Linked DNA regions of Sus scrofa: region 2 is linked to region 1. Evidence: chromatin contacts called from public Hi-C data. All regions are on one chromosome and are shown on one strand. The core of a region is the stretch at or near the end of the contact, and the rest is flanking DNA. Distances in the headings are between cores, read along the strand shown.

Region 1 (6,434 bases), core at 1,312-3,811:
GCATTCCATTCCCTCAGTAGAAGCAAGGTAAGATTTTACTTTCTAAAGAATCTCTTCAAAACTCACAACCCCGATAGTAGACAATCTAGCCAATCACAGCCCATGGCGGGCTTTTCAAACAGTGCTGCTGCCCAATCAGAGACGGGGGGACGTTACTTTCCTTGAAAAGTGTAAACAAACGCGAAATTTTGGCTTTTGTAAGAGGACAAAACAGAATATCTTTTTCAAAGGGCGTCGAAGAACCCATTCCAAATTTGCATGACACTGAGCCCAAATGCTTAGCCAAGACAGCTTCAGAGGAGGGCCCTTTAAATTTTTACCCAGTTTTCCGCTCCCAAACCGGCCCCTTACTCTTGCAAGAGAAACTATAGGCAAATGCACCAGCACCACCTGTTTCTCTGAAAGGGTAGGTGGCTCTGAAAAGAGCCTTTGGGTCGGCCATGGGTGGCTCACTTGGCACTGGTGTACTTGCTGACAGGCTTGGCGCCCTCAGACACAGCATGTTTGGCCATCTCCCCGGGAAGCAGCTGGCGCACGTCCATCTAGATGCCCGAGAACGTAATGGTCGAGCGATTTTTGTAATGCGCCAGGCGCGATGCCTCGCCCGTGATGCGCTCGACGATGTCGTTAACGAAAGAGTTCATGATGCCCACGGCCTGTGTCCGGGTAGACCTGCTTCAGCACCTTGTACACGTACACTGAGTAGCTCTCCTTGCGGCTGCGCCTGCGCTTCTTGCCGTCCTTCTTCTGCGCCTGGTCACCGCCTTCTTGGAGCCCTTCTTGGAGCTGGGGCAGATTTAGCTGGCTCAGGCATGGTAAAGAAAAAACCCTTGAGAAACAATAAATGAGGACAAGGACGGTCGAATCCTTTTTACCTACAAATCCGCAGGCAAACGCGATGCAGTAAAGTTCTAGGTCTGATTGGCCAAAACTAGTGATGACGTTATGTGAATATTGTCCAATAAGAACACTCATTATTAGGAAGCGCTTTTTTTTTTCTTGTTTAAAAATGGGATTGCAATCTTAGCCAATGGAAATGCGGATTTTTCGCTCCCAGTTGCAGCTATAAATTGTGAGTTTCTCTTCTTGCTCCTTAGTTACTACTGGTGTAGATTCTGGTTGCTACATCATGTCCGGACGTGGGAAACAAGGAGGTAAAGCTCGCGCCAAGGCCAAGACCCGCTCCTCGCGAGCCGGGCTCCAGTTCCCGGTGGGCCGAGTGCACCGCCTGCTCCGCAAGGGCAACTATGCCGAGCGGGTTGGAGCTGGGGCGCCGGTGTACTTGGCGGCGGTGCTGGAGTACCTGACGGCCGAGATCCTGGAGCTGGCGGGCAACGCGGCTCGCGATAACAAGAAGACGCGCATCATCCCGCGCCACTTGCAGCTGGCCATCCGCAACGACGAGGAGCTCAACAAGCTGCTGGGCAAAGTCACCATCGCTCAGGGCGGCGTCCTGCCCAACATCCAGGCGGTGCTGCTGCCCAAGAAGACCGAGAGCCACCACAAGGCCAAGGGCAAATAAGGCCTTAATTCATACTTCAACCTCAAAGAACAAAGGCTCTTTTCAGAGCCGCCCACCATTTCTGTGGAAGAACTGAGCACTTTTGTAAAACCTGCCACGAATACCTGGTTAAGTTTACAATATGTAAAAAACGTAGTTTTCCTTTGGAACTGACCAGGCACGTGTTGACTTTTAAGGTAGAGGCCTGTTTGAAGTTTACTCAATTGCAAACCCATGAACTCACCCGCCTTTATTGTCTCCCCGGGACGCATTTGGGGTGATTACTTGCTCCAGCAAATGTACTAAACCATTTTTAAAATTTGTCTCACTGGAACCCAGTGGTCCATTGGCCAACTAAAACTCCACACTCAAAAGCTCTTTTCGAAAGAGCATTTATAGGAAAACACCTAATCACTAGTCAGTGTAAACCTCTCTTCCCTCAGGCCTGCTGATAAGTACACAATTTACATGTTAAAGTCCAATCAGCCGTTTAATTGCATCACAACCCATTAATGAGTTGAGATAATCACTAGTATTTAGTCAAGCCCACATCAAGTATCCTCCCTTCCCTACACAACGCTGTAGCCCAGTTCTGTGTTCAGGTGCGAGAGTGTATATTGACTTTACTTTGAATTATTTGGTACATTCATTAAAAACAGATTTTGATGTAGTGAAATGGAACTACTTTTTAGAGAAAATGATGAATACATTATTCTGCTCTAATTTTCTCCCATATCAATCTGTAAGGGGGGGGTCTCCACTGAAAATGCATTTCTTTTATAAAAATTTAGGCGCTGACCGCCACAAATTGTGGATCAAATTCCCTTTCTCCTCTGGTGAAATCTTAACGTTTGGGTCGAAAACCGTAAACTCAGACAGGAGAGTACAGCTATAATTCCTTACTGTAAAAATAGAAAGTTAAAAACATTACGGAAAGTAAAACCTTTTTAGAGGCAGTAAGAACCAAACGAAGATTGGACCAAAAACCAATCAGGTTACTCCTGCAACAGTTCTGACCAATCAGGATTGGATCATGACTATAAAGTCTGGTCCTGGCATCAGTTCTCCATTGCTTCTTTCGCGGCGTCAGATCTCTCTCTATGGCTCGTACCAAGCAGACCGCTCGCAAGTCCACCGGCGGCAAGGCGCCGCGCAAGCAGCTGGCCACCAAGGCGGCCCGCAAGAGCGCGCCCGCCACCGGCGGCGTGAAGAAGCCGCACCGCTACCGGCCCGGCACGGTGGCCCTGCGCGAGATCCGGCGCTACCAGAAGTCCACGGAGCTGCTGATCCGCAAGCTGCCGTTCCAGCGGCTGGTGCGCGAGATCGCGCAGGACTTCAAGACGGACCTGCGCTTCCAGAGCTCGGCCGTGATGGCGCTGCAGGAGGCGTGCGAGGCCTACCTGGTGGGGCTCTTCGAGGACACCAACCTGTGCGCCATCCACGCCAAGCGCGTCACCATCATGCCCAAGGACATCCAGCTGGCTCGCCGCATCCGCGGGGAGAGGGCGTAAAGTTGTCCTTCCTAATTTGCCTTGGACGTATTCGCTTTCTCCCTCCCAAAAGGCTCTTTTAAGAGCCACTTTCTGTTCTCACTGAGAGTGGCTGTTACGCTTGCTTCGGTCTTTAGTAAATGGGGGATGGGGTGAGGAAAGGTTTCTAACGCGAGATTCGCCGTTTTTTGTCACTCAAACTAGGCTAAGTATTTGCCAAGGCAATATAATACCATGATTCCTTTACTATTCAAAGATAAAATTTAAAAGTCTTGAAAATTTAAAGGCAACAGTGTTTGCTTGTACCCTGAAAAATCGAGCTAAGGATTTCACAAAGTGTTGCTAAGTTTGGCCTCTCTTCACCGGTGCCAAGTAGAAAGGCGGAGAAAGTTTTGGGTGAAGAAGAAATAGCTTTTAAGATTTTACCAGGCAAAGAAGGCCACAGCAAGCTATTGCCCTAAAGACTGCCCTCCCTTGGGGAAGAATTGCTGAGGGTTTTATAGACTCTAAGGAGAAAAACAGGGTTTCAGAAAGGAATCAGGATTGGGGCAAACAGGTGTACTTTCTTTGGGGGAATCTTTGTGACCATAACAGAACCTGGCATCAGGAGATCTTGACAAGATCCTGGTGCAATACTTGCAAAAAGGGCATATATTAATCAGGGATTAAAGCAAATTAGGAAAGTTCCTGAAATACATCACGTGCTAATAATCTTCAGCCACAGGCAATTGTGCTCAGGGTACCTAATCTTTGCTTACAGGTGATTGTATTTAGGGTGCAATACAATGAGGGAGAAGCACAAGGAAGGGCTCCAAGCTGTTCAGTTTTAAAGTCTTCATTTCTAAAAGAAGTATAAGGAATATAATTTTCTCTTAGGTGTATAAGATGCCTCCAGCGTTATGTGTATCCCTTGAGAGGGAACCAGGACTCCACCAAGGCTGTGCTGTTGTTGCTTGACTGGCTCCCTTGTCTTTGCATCCCGTTTCTTCCCTGATCAGCAATGGTCTGAACCTGCCCCCTTGGAATTAAAGGAAGGCCAGGGAGGCTGAATGAGGCCCATTTCCTAAAAACAAGAAATGGGGGACATGGAAAAGCTTTTGTGCCCAGGAGCCCCAAAGCGCTCCATTACAAAAGGAATCAGTCAACAGAAAAGGAACTAGGCCAACTAGGTAAACTGGGATTCAGAGCATAGATTATTAAGTCTCTCCCCTATTTAGGATGTAGAAAGTCAGGGAGCTGAGTTCTTGTTCACTTTTGTTCTCCAATGTATCTTCCAGCACATGGAAAAATAGGCACCATTCATGTTTTAATCAGTTATTGATTTGAACTGTCCATTATCCCAGGAGGGACAGAGCACATCTAGGTTAATTAAGGCAATGATGTTTTGCCTAGAATCCTAAGATACTGGGAAGACCTCAAATGTACTGACACTCATTTTCTTTTATACAACTCTGAAAATCAATGCCAGATCTGGCTGAAGGTGTAACTGTTTACCAAGAAAACAAAACAGGGTGTTCAGACAACATTTTTGTTCTCACGAGAATTGCATTTCTCACTGTTTAACAGCAGCACCTGGTAACCTTACAAGATAAAGCTCTTTGAACTATTTAATCTCCTTCACACCTGTTCCATGATTTGATACTATAAAATTAAAAAATTACGCCTCTGGTTTTAATTTGTCAGCTTTCAGGAGCCTCGTGATGCAGACATGCACAAGAAGCAATCCACAGGCACCATGCATGCCATCAACATCTGACTTTCCAGAGGTAGAAGCCACAGTGGGCTCACTTGGGGCAGAAATACCCTCCACACACACCCCACTGGTGGACTTCCCTGTCTTATTGTCACTTACATGACAACACACTCCCAATTATGAAATCCTAACTCCAGGAGAGTATTCTTCCAACTCCGCATAAACTGGTTTTATTTATTTATTTATTTAGCCATACCCCCAGCATGTGGAATTCCCAGGCCAGGGATCATACCTATGCCACAGCTAACCAGAGCCACCGCAATAGCAAGGCTGGCTCCTTAACCCTCTGAGCCACCAGGGAACTCCTTGTGTGAACCTGTTTTAAAAGTTAAATTTTGCCCCCTTTCTCTCACCATATATATAAGGCCAAAGATTTTTGTTCTGTTCACTGTTGCATCTCTAGAATACAAAAAAAGCCCGACTCAGGCACTTATTAAATTCTAGTTGAATCAATGTATTGTTAATCTGCTATCTTTTATTTGGCTATTATTAAATTTGCTGTCTTTTAAACACAAGATAGCCTCAGGTAGTGGTAGTCACAGAGTGCTTCCCACCTCCTGCATTACACATTTCATCCCAGATTCTTTTTGAATTTATTTATTTATTTATTTATTTATTTATTTATTTATTTAGTCTTTTTACAGCCTCAGCTGCAGCACATGGAAGTCCTGGGCTAGGGGTTGAATTAAAGCTTCAGCTGCCCACCTAAGCCTACATCACAGCAAGGATCTGAGCCACATCTGCGGCCTATACCACAGCTTGCTGCAACACTGGATCCTTAACCCAGTGAGCGAGGCAGGGATTGATCCCAATCCTCATGGATACTAGTCAGATTCTTAACCCACTGTGCCACAACAAGAACTCCTCTTTTTGAATTCTATGGTGAGTGGATACAATACTGATGACAACAATTATATAAAGCTCTACATTTACCAAAGTATTGTCACATATCTTTTCATATGTGAAGTTGATAATGGCTCCCTGGGTTTAGACAAGGCATATATTAATACCTAACTAGCTCTAGAGGTCTGTATTTTCCAAAGATCGCCAAGTACTGGGGAGACAAAGACTGTGGATCTCAGCTTGGAACTCTTTCAAAAAACCCTCAAAGGGAAAGAGGAGATCTGGATAAGCTTCCAATGGCTGCAGAAAAATAAAGAAGGAGGAGTGATTTAAAAATAATAATAAAAAGCTGGGCAGAAAGGCCTGTTTTCCTTTAAGTGGAAAGGCAGAAATTAGATTCTTCTAATGTTTTCCAACTCCTCAGTAAGGACATCTGCTGGGATGTGAGAGTTTTTTCTGAGACCTGAACTTCAGATCCCAGAAGTGTGCTATGGATCAGTGATGACATGTTCTGTTTGAAGCCTAAGTTTGATCACAGGAAAAGTAGTTGTAGGAATTGTCCAAAAGTTATTTGATAATCTTCCCTTCAAAAAATGGAACCTAATTCCTCTTACCTTGAGTGTACGCTGGATTTAGAGACTGGTGTATAGTGAACAGAATAAGGCAAATGGAATAAAGTCAAAGTGACAGCAAGCTACTTTGGGGTACTAGGTAAAAGGTGCTGTGCTTCCTGCTTGCTCTCTCTCGGGTCACGTGCTGGGGATGGACTGGGGGAACCCCAGCCCTCATGTTGGGAAAATACTCAGACAACCCTGTGGAGATACCTGTACCATAAGAAGCTGATGCC
Region 2 (6,434 bases), core at 1,897-4,396, 3.5 Mb before region 1:
AAGTCTTCCCAGGCGTCCGATCCCAGTGCGACTGGCGATTGCCAAGCTCGGGCAGGTCGTGCCATTCGTATCTCCTCCATTGGCCAGACCGGCAGGACTGGAGGAGGCCGCGTGGGCGTAGCCAGCCTGGCCCGCCGGGGTGTGGCCACAGGACGCCCGCGAGTTGTTGTTCTCGGCAGTGAGGAGGCCGCCGCAGTGAAGAATCTGAAATGAGGAAGAAGACGCCATTTTAGAAGCCACGGCCTGCCACTCTGGCAAACAGCTAAAGGCTCCCCAACGCAGCGAAAGGAGGCATCTAACGTTCTTGCGCGCCACAATCAAAAACACACGGTTGCCAGTACCTCCCCTTCCTTCCCCAGGTCAAGCAACCAAAAAACAAAGGCAAACCGCTCCTCAGAACCCACCACCTGTGAATTCTTAAAAGGCAACCCAAGTTCCAAAAACTTGAACCCCAAACACTTTTCCAATCCCTTCCACCATACCTTGAGTTACCAACACAAATATCTGCCTACCCGAAAAAACCGAGGCAACTCTGAGATGGTAGCAAAATCTCCAAACACAACCATGTAACCTATAAAATGAAACCCACCTCACCCCCAAACTTCATTCCGGTACCACGCTCTCAGCGGAAAAAAACAGGTCCTGCTAGGGGCGAATCAGCGTGAACACCCTCCCCCTCCTGGCGAGCTCGGACCTTTCCCCACGCTCTCCGCCCTCCCCCCACCCCGAAGGCAGGCCCGCACCCCCGCACTTAGGATCCTTGCGTCGCGGGAGTGGAAGCCCCCCCCCCCCGGCCGGGGTCCGGAGTCCTCCCCACGGAGCGGCTGGTCCATCGGTCAGCGCCAGGGAGGAGGGCGAGCGGAGGAGGCGGCGGCTGCGGCTCAGACTAGCCCTCCCCCTCCTCTCCCTTCCTCCCCTCCCCCCCGGGCCGTCCGCCTCCGAGGAGGGGCAGGAGCCATTTTGGGAGCTCAATTTCGCCCCCTCCCCCCGGCCCACTCAACTAAATCTTTCCCACAATCTGGTAATCTGAATGGGGTTACAGACTACGTATGAATAAAGAGCCAGAGCACAAGGTCAGGATCTCTAAAGCCACCTCTGGGGCTCCCCCGCCCCCTTGCCGGAGAACGAAAGAATGTCTCCCACCTGGGCTTCAGTGGGGGGGCCTCCCTGCTTCTCCACGTCCCCTTTTCTGGCTACCAAGCAAGAAAGTAAGACTATGCACATCTGAGAAAGGAAATTAATATCGGTCAATGAATGTAAGAGCCCCACCCTCACCCTAGAGCTTCGTGAGGGCCGAGGTCCTTTAACTCCAACCTTATCACCCACCCCTGTAGCCCTAACCTCGGTTACTGCGTTTAAAATGGCCGTCAACCTCCCGTCGTCTTGACCACTCGAGTCGGGCAAGCCCTGCGGGGGGAAGAGCGCACAGGGAAAGCGGACTCTCTCCTCACTTTGCCTCCCCGCCCCCACCTCCGATCAGGCCTCGGCCCCCAAAGCACAGCCGAGCCCGCCGGGGAGGCTGCAGCAGGGCAAGCAATGACACAGCAACTTTGCAGAGGCCTTCTCCCCTCCCCCATTCCCCTCCCCCTAGTGGCCCAGCCTCCTCAATCTGCTTTTCTCCACCCGGGGCCTTGCAAATCTGCCCTGAGGCCCATCAGGGGACCGATCAGGGAAGAAAAATTTAGGAGGTCGAGAGAATACGGAGCCTTAGAAAGGGAAAGGGCAGCCAGACATTACTCTGGCTTATTTCCCTGCATTCCGGAAAATCACTGCTCTCCGCTCCCTTCCAATCCTCCCTTCCCCCACATGAGTCACAGGGGAGGCCACTGCTACTCAGTAATTTGGAAAAGTAACTCTTCCCTCCTTTCCGTTCCCTCCCCCGCAGTACACAAGGAGAGATCTGTTCAGGAATGGGGGAGGGGGTGAAAGAGGCAAAAGACGCCACCCTGGAGAAACCCGAAACCTTTGGAGCTGTGAAATCATTCCAGGTCCTGAGACTCGCTCTCTCCTGTCCCAAGCCACGATTTCCAACCCTTCTCAAGACCCACGTTGGTCCTGGTTTCTGCTCCCCAGGGGACCCCCGAGTTTTCAGCCAGCAAGCCCTCCCCAGTTTGGGGTAGACCCATGCTCAACTAAGACCCCACCAGGGCAACGAAGGCTCCGGAGGCCAGGTCCACGTGAATGCACACAAATTCGATAAAGGACTCGAAGCGTAACCTCCACCATGCCATGTGATGACTGCCATCTCCCTACCGCTGACACAAAGGAAGCACAGAAATGCTCCTTCCAGTCTATGGGGAGAAAGGGAGTGGGCGCCTGGGAACAATCTCAGTTCACAACCTGGGTTGTCAACTCTAAGTATTTACATCTACGGGTAGGAGCTAGTCACCACTCCCACTCCTCAGCCCACTAGGTCACCCCTCCCTCCGGCCACCAAAAGGATCCCTTCTCACCTGGCTCCAGGCTCCTGCACCCCCAAGGGACGAATGGAATGGGGGGAGGGGGAACACACCACCCCCACGCCCCTTTGCCCTCCAATTGGTATGGAGACAGAGGTTGGCCATTCCCCTCCCCCAACGAGGGCCCTCTCCTGCTCGCCCCCCTCCATGCTCCCATTGGCTGTAAACTGTTTGAAGGACAAATCTTCCCATCCTTAGGATTCTTCTCTGAACCCCAAGAAAATCATCCTCCCGGACTCCCCATCATTGGTTAGGCACTTAAATGACTGGCAACATCCCCGCCCCGCAAGGGCCCCTTCTCACCTCGATCCTGGAACCTTCCAGGGGGGCTCCAGTGTTCCCCTCGGCTTGGTGCGGGGGGAGGATGTAATCCGGGGTGTCACCCCCCCGGAAACCGAGGTTGTGTTGGGGGAGGGGGCGTTGCCCCCAGCCCCTCCCTTCCCGACCGAGCTGGGGGGTGGGGAGAGCATCGGGACCGCGCGGCCACGTCAGCTGCACCCAGATTGGCTGACCCAGGTCATGTGCCAGCCGCCCCCCCTCCCCCCGCCACGGGGGCCAGTTTTCCGAAGGTTCCTGAGGGTCGCGCCAAGGGGCCAAAGGAGCCTCAAGGCCCAGACCTTTCCTCACAGACCTAGAGTACTCTAATACCGCCGATTCTCCATATCCCCGGCTTCCTAGCTCGCTGTCGTCGACCCTGTCCCCCCCACTCGCCTCTCCGTACGGGTTCAGCATGGCTGCCGCAGCCCGGGAACCCACACAGCGCAGGCGCAAGGGTGCGACCGACTTGGGGGGGAAGGGAAAGTAGAGCCCGAGGCAGCGGGGGAGAGCAGTAGTGCGCAGGCGTCAGGGCGGGCGCCGCAGCTCCCGCGGCGGGGCTCAGTGCGCGCGCAGTGGGTGGGGCGGAAGCAGGCACCGCGCGCGGACCTCCCGCCTCAGCGGCCCCTCCTCCACTGCCGGCGGCCTCCTGGACTTGGTTCCTTTTCCACAGGTGTAAGGTGCAGCTTGGGACGCCCTGGCCGGAGTCCAGCGGAAACGCGCGCTGCCCAGCTGTTGTCAGTGGAGGAAAATGGGGCCTGGACCTGGAGTTTTAAGGGTTTGCAGGATGGGGTGTAGTGTGGTTCCACGTCGGGAGACGGAGTTTTATCACCACCCTCGTCATGCCTGCGGCGGGGAGATGAGGCGCGGGAGGTTGATGTGGGCATTTTGTTTGACCTGTTTGTCTTAGGCTACTTTATAACTTCTCATTTCCCCCGAATCTACGAAGACTTCGTTGAGACCTGCCAGTGCTTGGACTCCTCTGCCTTCTGCAAAACCTAACACTTTTACTTTTTTTCTGGACTTGCCTCCACCGTTTAAAACTTCTGCTTTTTCTAAGGCTTTACCCTTTGCTCGGTCTTGAAACCCATAAAAATCTGATCCAGTGATGGTTGCCAGCTAAAGCAGATCTTTTATTGTTCATAGGCAATACTCCCTCCCTTGATCCTCAGAATGTGGTTCAGATTTTTTACTTTTAATTCATAACGCCCACTCTCCACAAACGGAACATTACAGAAAGGCCAACTTGCAGAACTCTTGGCTTTCCGACTGGGACATGTCTGTGTTCCTTTACCATTGTACCAGAAGTCCCCTCCAGCTTAAGGAAATTTTTCTTTTTTGACCTGGTCACATTTAGGTATTAGTCTGAAGCTATCCTCCATTTTTCTCCCAATTGGCATTTTTAACTTCTTCCTTTTATGGGTTTCCCAGCCTAAAAACAAGGAAAGAAAGGAAATAACCTTATCGATATTGCATCCCCTTGTACACTCTTATTTACCTCTCAGCTCCCCTGCACAGTCACGACCTGAAACCATCCCCTTTGTACTCTTTTTTACCTCTCAGCTCTCCTGCACAGTTAAGACCTGAAACGGTCTTAATTTTCCTCTCTCAACCTCGTCCCCATTCTTCAGCTCGTTTCTTCTACTACTGAAGCTGTCCTAGCAAAGGTCACCAAAGACCTCCTAATTGGCAAATCAGGAAGCACCAGTTCTCATCTTATTTGACCTCTCTGAAGTATTTGACATTTGATCATGCTTCCTGAAATTCTCTACAGGCTTGATTTCTGTGACCAGTTTGTACTTATTTCTTTTCTTGCTTGTCCAACTTTTCCTCTGGTCTCTTTCGTGGACTCTTCTTTAGCCCCTGTGGATGTTTGCCAGAATTTTGCCTCACTTCTAGTTCTTTTCATCTTCCCTGTATAATCTCACTCATTGGGTCAAAGCTTCTCAAATCTTTTTCTTTAGACAACTCTCCAGAGCTGAACTCACCACTAAATTTTACTGCTTGGATAACCCTCAGGAGTTCAAAATTGATACAATATGTATACACTCTAGACCTGTTCCTTCTATATTATCCTAGTTGATGACAGCTATTCAGTTATAAAGCCTAGAATCTGGGAGCCATTCCTGATTTCTTTTTCTCACAACTTTACATTCCCTAGACTTCACATTTTGCCTGTAATATTGCCATGGCTCACACTCTGTCCTAGTCTTACCACCAGAGCTCTATCAATAGCTTCCTGATTCCACTATCTCTAAAGTTGCACTGTCCAATATGGTAGCCACTAGCCACTTGGGGCTGTTTAAATTAGCATTAAATATGGCTTTAAATTTAGTTCATTGGATGCATTGGCCACATTTTAAGTTCTCAGTAGCTGCCTGTGGCTCAAGGCTGTCACACTGGACAGCACAAATTATAGAACATTTCCATCATTGAAGAAAGTTCTGTTGAACAGTGTTGCTGTAGATTTTCCTCTCTACCTCACAACAGTACCGCCAGGAACCAACTTTCCAAAATACAACTCTGGCCATATGCTACTGTTTAAGCGCTGTATTAATTCCTCATTGCCTGTTGTGATCAAGTCCAAATTCCTGTGCTTGCCAGAAAGGTCTGCCTACCTGTCCAGCCTCATGTCTAGCCACTTCCTCTTGAGCCCTGTACTCCAGCTGTATTAAAATGTTCCCCAGATGTACCATTTTGTTTTACGCCTCTGTCTTTTACACATTCTGCTCACTATGCAGAATAGGCTTTTCCCCAGTCCACCTAAGCCCAAATACCATCATCTGAAAAGCCTACTCTCGCCTTTCAAATTGAGTCGACTGCTCATTCTTTGGTGTCCATTTATCTTATGATTGCACTTTGATCATAAGCTTTTTTTTTTTTTGGCCGTGCCCACAGCATGTGGAAGTTCCTAGGCCAGGGATTGAATGCACACCACAGTAGCAACCTGAGCCACTGCAGTAACAACACGTGACCCTTAACCTACTGAGCCACAGGAGAACTCTCTGTTACAGTCTTTTTTCCTTTATTTTACTTTATTGTATTTTATTTTATTTATTTATTTTTGTCTTTTTAGGGTCATACCTGTGGTATATGGAATTTCCCAGGCTAGGGGTCGAATTGCCACCAGCCTACACCACAACTACAGCAACATAGGACCCAAACTACATCTGCGACCTATACCACAGCTCATGGCAACGCCGGATCCTTAACCCACTGAGCAAAGCCAGGAATTGAACTCATGTCCTCATGGATACCAGTTGGGTTCATTACTGCTGAACCACCATGGGAACTCCTGTTAGATTCTTTCTTAAAAAGAAAAAATATCCCCAGCTCCTGGCTCAGTACCTGGACAATGTGAGGTGTTCCCAAAGTGAACAAATGTTGAAGGAAATTGATGTTTAAGCATGTGACTTGGGTAAGATTGTAATGTATATGTATTATGGGGTGCCATTCAAGGTTTTTGGGAAATAATCATAGACAAAATAATTACTGTCAGATAAATATTTGAGACACTGGAGTAGTGTGAGAAAAGACAATCAGAACAGCACAGGTTATTTTCACAGAAAGCATTGCGATCCAGTCTGGTCCGAGTAGCATATAAGCTATAAGAAGTAGAGCAAGAGAAGACGGGAAAGTAAGTTTATTTGAAGCAGTATT

The links. A called contact is a pair of places that touch in the nucleus more often than the background predicts.
Region 2: a Hi-C map of embryonic fibroblasts shows a contact between it and region 1, with 2.9 times the contacts expected there. The contact joins the promoter of BRD2 here to the promoter of LOC110261664 in region 1. A contact is called at or near these places in 1 of 5 promoter capture datasets (fetal liver) and 1 of 47 Hi-C or Micro-C datasets (embryonic fibroblasts).

Annotation. Positions count from the first base shown.
Region 1 is chr7:21,628,594-21,635,027 of Sscrofa11.1, reverse strand. LOC110261664 (histone H3.1) reads left to right here and starts at 2,561. Exons shown (of 1, transcript XM_021099837.1): 1 at 2,561-3,067. The coding sequence starts at 2,602. The coding sequence ends at 3,012. LOC100622387 (histone H2A type 1) reads left to right here and starts at 1,089. Exons shown (of 1, transcript XM_003356570.4): 1 at 1,089-2,161. The coding sequence starts at 1,130. The coding sequence ends at 1,522. It also overlaps the pseudogene LOC100513549.
Region 2 is chr7:25,147,370-25,153,803 of Sscrofa11.1, reverse strand. BRD2 (bromodomain containing 2) reads right to left here and starts at 3,146. Exons shown (of 13, transcript NM_001123085.1): 1 at 2,763-3,146; 2 at 1-204.